2 separate regions of the Nomascus leucogenys genome follow, and region 1 is linked to region 2. A link is a contact called in public Hi-C data. All regions are on one chromosome and are shown on one strand. Each heading gives the region's core, a stretch centred on a gene start, on an enhancer-like site or on the middle of the called end of the contact. The rest is flanking DNA. Distances are from core to core; before and after follow the strand shown.

Evidence for each region. A called contact is a pair of places that touch in the nucleus more often than the background predicts.
Region 1: a contact with region 2 is called in a Hi-C map of a lymphoblastoid cell line, with 5 times the contacts expected there. The contact joins the promoter of RPS14 here to the enhancer-like site in region 2. A contact is called at or near these places in 2 of 4 Hi-C or Micro-C datasets (both in a lymphoblastoid cell line).

Annotation. Positions count from the first base shown.
Region 1 is chr2:28,230,670-28,233,369 of Asia_NLE_v1, reverse strand. It overlaps RPS14 (40S ribosomal protein S14), which reads right to left and starts at 1,413. Exons shown (of 5, transcript XM_003266643.4): 1 at 1,345-1,413.
Region 2 is chr2:28,159,578-28,162,277 of Asia_NLE_v1, reverse strand. The region is part of intron 2 of NDST1 (bifunctional heparan sulfate N-deacetylase/N-sulfotransferase 1); the gene reads left to right. Among named protein-coding and RNA genes, the nearest start is that of NDST1, 34 kb to the left of the region's middle. Within about 2 kb of position 1,372, the one cell type or tissue checked has an H3K27ac peak away from gene starts, as active enhancers do. A contact at or near this core is called in a lymphoblastoid cell line, where this site is marked.

The DNA.
Region 1 (2,700 bases), core at 164-2,663, 71 kb before region 2:
TAATGGAAAAGACCCATCCCAGAAATCTGGTGGGTCCTGAGACCAAATAACTCAACCTATTATGGCCTTATAAGTGCAATCATACTGTCACAGGATCTAAGGGAGGGAGAAACTGACAGGAGGAAGGCGGGTGAGAATGAATGAGAAAGTGGAAGGCTAGGGTAAGACTGCTTCCTGCCTAAAAAGCCCCAAGCCTTCTGAACCTCCTGGTGTTCAGAACAATTTAACATTTTCAGAAGACACTAACACTAATCGGTATCCTGCAGATGGTGAAGATAGAGAGTGTCTCAGCCTATGGTCACAGTAAAGACAGTGGCAAAACCAAACCTAGAAACGTGTCCTGACTCCCAGCCCAGCACTCTCTGCCTCCTGCCAAGATGCCTCCACACCACAAATAACTACCCTAGTCTGTCTCAGGTGTTCCTAGATCTCTCCTGTGCCTTCCCTATACAAACTTTAGTTAGTGTGTAACCACAGTAAGTACTTCAAGTGTAAGTCTTGGGTGTACGAAGTTAACTGTTCCTATCTTCAAATCAGACCAATGAGCACGACCCAGTGCGTTAACTACTTAAGGAACGCGCCACACGAGAGAAGCCCATAGTTCTGCCTCGAGAAGCATAGAAAGGCTCCAGCATATCTCAACTATGTAAGCATGAGTATGTTTCGGCATGATGGCCATTTAGTAAATGCCAATTTGAGTTTCTCCGTTCCTAAGATCCCCTAAAGTAACGAGCAGAGTGGTCATCAGGGGTATATAAACGCAGGGCAAGCGCACAGCAAACATTGGTGCTGGGCCCTGAGCGCCCAGAGCTTGCAACGTGCCCGACTCAGCAACGGAAAGAATCGCTCAGATTTAGAAGCATCCAACGTAGTGCGAGAGTTTTCCCTGCTTTCCTTCTTTGAATGATCACTACAAACCTACGGGATCGGTGCTATTGTTATTCCTATTTTGCAGACGAGGAAACAAACGAAGAGTAGGAGCGAGCCTGCGATCACCAAGAAAAGTTTGGCGAGGTAGAGGCGGGAGCCCACGTCTGTCCCAGGTTCCCTCAACCACGCTGTGCAGCTCAAACGCTGCCGTGGCCGTATTGCGGGAACGAGGCCTTAAAAGGCTGGACCCGCACTCACCCTTACTTCACAAGCTCCTCCCTGAAGCAAAACGGGCCTTCTGAGACCAGGCGCGAACTCAATCCCGAGCTGGCCAGGATCCAGGTGGGCCAGCCGCGCGTCTCTTGCCCGGCACCTAGCTCGGTTCCCACGGAAAGACGCCCGTCTCTCGTCCCAAGCCCCACAGGGTCCCCCTGCCGCAGGATGGCCCCCGATTGTCGCGCCCGGGCCTCCTACCTGCACGTCGTCTCCAGACTCCACACCGGAAAGAGAGAGTGGGCGAGGGCGGAGCGACGGGTCACTTCCGTGTCCCGGAAGTATACCTCTGAGCTCATGGGGCGAGGTCGGCTCCCGGAAGACGCCGGCATTGTTGCTTCCAAAGAGTTTAAGACTAGTCAAAGGGAAAGACGGTTTATTACTTAAGGGAGAGCGAAAAGAGGCAGAGGGCTGGTTGTCGCTGCGAGCGGGTCTGCCTAAGCGACAGTACGAAGCGGCTACACCCGCGGGGTGAGGTGGGCCTGTATTCCATGATGGCGGTGGCCGTGGCTAGACAGACTTCCGCCATCCTGACTCCCGCCCTGGCAGCCTCGGAGCGGCAGCGCCCCTTGTGTGGAGCAGGGGAATAACAACAACAAAACGGCCTTAATTAAAGCTAGGGTGGCGCCAGGCTGTGGTCCCAGTTGCTCAGGTGGCTAAGGATCGCTTCAGCCGAGTAGTTCGAGGCCAGCCTAGGCAACATAGTCGGGGAAAACCCACCGTAATCACTTACTTTGGCATATTACATAATGGGCACAATAAGAATAAATTATTCAATATGTATTTTCAGACCGGTCTGGGCTAAACAGTTTATATGCATTGCTTAATTTACTCCTCAAGAACTTATCAAATAGTTTTGATTTCCCTCTTACAGATAAAGGATGTTAACTGAGAGCACACCTTTGCAGACGGGTTTGGAATTCTAGCTTCAAAGCCCATGTGTTTAATAGCTACTTCCACATAACCCTCTAATAACAATATACATGTATATATTTGGACTGAATCTTGTTCTGTAGCCAAGGCTGGAGTGCAGTGGCGCAATCTCGGCTGACCGCAACCTCTGCCTCCCAGGTTCAAGCGATTCTCCTGCCTCAGCCTCCCGAGTGGCTGGGACTACAGGCGTGCGCCAGCACGCCCGGCAAATTTTTTTTTTTTTTGTATTTTTAGTAGAGACGGGGTTTTACCGTGTTGACTAGGGTGGTCTCGATTTTCTGACCTCGTGACCCACCTGCCTCGGCCTCCCAAAGTGCTAGGATTACAGGCGTGAGCCACCATGCCTAGCCTCTAATAACAATATTGAAGGACCTTGAAGGTTTGGGAGAATGTGTCCGACCTGTGGGGAAAGGCCAAGAAGTGTACCTCACAGAGCTAGGTAAGCAGTAGATACATTTTATCTATATACTATATGTAATATTTATATGGAATATAGTATTTTTGTATTACATACTATATAAATATTATAAATATATTTTTTATATATTAATATATCCTGTGGCTCCAGCCTGGGTGACACAGCGAGACCCTGTCTCAAAAAAAAAAAAAAATTCACTCTGCTAA
Region 2 (2,700 bases), core at 123-2,622:
GGCGTGAGCCACCACACCATTATGACATTTTCTAGCGTGTGTGTGTGTGTGTGTGTGTATGGCTTTATTGTTTAGATTTTTAGTTTTACATTCACAGCAAAATTGAAAGGAAGATACAGAGATTTCCCATATGCCTTCTTCCCCTGCACACACGCACAGCTTCCCCCATTATCAACATCCCCCACCAGAGTGGTACTTTTTTTTTTTTTTTTTGAGATGGAGTCTAGCTCTGTCGCTCAGGCTGGAATACAGTGGCACAATTATGGCCACTGTAGCCTTGACCTCATGGGCCCAAGTGATCCTCCTGCCTCAGCTTCCTGAGTAGCTGGGTCTACAGGCACATGCCCTGACACCTGGCTCATTTTTTTTTTTTTTTTTTTTGTAGAGATGGGGGTCTTGCTATATTGCCCAGGCTGGTCTTGAACTCCTGGCCTTAAGTGATCCTCCTGCCTTGACCTCCCAGGGTCAGGGGACTACAGGTGTGAGCCACTGTGCCCAACCCAGAGTGGTAAATTTGTTAGAACAGATGACCCTGCATTGACACAGCATTATCACCCAGAGTCCATAGTTTACTTTCGGGTTCACCCCTGGTAGTATGCATTCTGTGGGTTTGGACAAATATATAATGACATGTATCCACCATCGTTGTCTCATACACTGTAGTTTCACTGCCAAAAAAATTCTCTTTGCTCTGCTGATTCATACTGTCAACCCCCAACCTCTGGCAACCATGTGCATTTTTTTAATGTGCATATTTTTTATGTCTGAAAAATGTCAGATTCCCACAGGGGTTCGTGGCTCCCACATTCCTGAGACTCTGAGCTGCATCATTCACACTCTGAAAGGTTGTTAATCTGACAGAGGGTCACTGACCACAGCACTCAAGCCTGTGAGGAGTGGCTGGTGGCTGCTCTCCTCCGCTTCCATGGGATTGGGTGGCCAACGTGGGCAGGACGCCATCAGGGCATCCCCACCTCCTATCCACTGTGCTTCTGTCCTGGCCCTAGGCCAAGGGGTGGGGCTGGGCTTCGGCCACAGGCTGCCCTTATCAGTGGTAAATGGGATACCTGGGTACCTTGAGTGTAAACAGGACCAGTCACCCCAGCCTTCCTGGCTCTGCCCAGGACACCTCCTCCTTCTTGCCCTGCTCTCAGCTAGAATTGCATGGAGTCCCTGGAAAGTGCCACACATGCTCTTATCTCCAAACTGTGGTATGTGCCATTTCCTCCATCTACCCCTGCCCAACCCTTACTTTTTGTTCTGGTCAGCTTAGGTACCCTTCCTCCAGGAAGCCTTCCCTGTCCCCTCCTTCCCCCTGCCAGAAGAGTTAAGGACCCCTCAGTTCTCCAAAACACCCCTCCCATCCCTGTCTGTCACACTTGTCCCCCTGCATTGCAGATGCCCATTTTCTTGGCTGCCTCTGGTTCCTCAGGGTACTGGCACAGAAATGTAGAATATCAGAGGTGAAGGAGCCCCCAGAGATCACCTGCCCCAACCCCCTTCTAACATGTAGGAAGCCCAGAGGGAGCCACACAGTGCATCATGGCAGAGCTGAGACCAGACCTGTTGTCCCAGTCACTTCCTCATTTCACAAACAAAAAGCGGAAATAAAAATCACCCAGAGATAATCACTGTTAATGTTTTTTTTTTTTTTTGCATTTAGCACCAGTTTCTAGCCTATGCACAAAAATATTTTAACAAAATTGTGACCACACGTACAAACTTTTATAAATGTTTTTGACTTTGACAATACATATGGTAATTATATTTCTATGTCAGTACATGTCCTTCTTCAACATATTGTAAATGGCTGCCTAGGATTTCATCATATGCCTGTATTATAATTTCTTTTTTTTTTTTTAGATGGAGTCTCGCTTTATCACCCAGGCTGGAGTGCAGTGACGTGATCTCAGCTCACTGCACCCTCCGCCTCCCAGGTTCAAGTGATTCCCCTGCCTCAGCCTCCTGGGTAGCTGGGACTACAGGTGTGTGTCACCACGCCCGACTAATTTTTGTATTTTTAGTAGAGATGAGGTTTCACCATGTTGCCCAGGCTGGTCTTGAACTCCTGACCTCAAGTCATCCGCCCACCTCGGCCTCCCAAAGTTCTGGGATTACAGGCATGAGCCACCACGCCCGACCCTTGTGTTATAATTCCTAAATACAATCTCCCATTGTTTGGGATTTGCTGTTATAAGCAGCACTAGGATTTGTGTTCTTGTGGAAAAATCTTTACACACTTTTGCAGTAATGCCTCTAGGATAAATTCCTGGAAGTGCAGCTGTTGAGTCTGGAGCATGCTGTACCCATGCTGAGCACATCATATAGTCTTGGGGCTGGAAGGGATTTCAAAGATCTTTACCCTCGAGGCTGGGCCCAAGCCTTGAATTCCCCGCTGGCCTCTTTAGCCCTGGCTCTTACACCTTCCATCTAGACCTGGGCAACTCTCCTTCTAGCTTTGAGCTGCTGTGACTGATAGTTGCTCCTTGGGGGCCAGGCGTGGTGGTTCATGCCTATAATCCCAGCACTTTGGGAGGCCAACGCGGGTGAATCACCTGAGGTCAGGAGTTCAAGTCCAGCCTGATCAACATGGAGAAACCCCATCTCTACGGGCATGGTGGTGCATGCCTGTAATCCCAGCTACTCAGGAGGCTGAGGCAGGAGAATCACTTAAACTGGGGAGGCGGAGGTGGTGGCGAG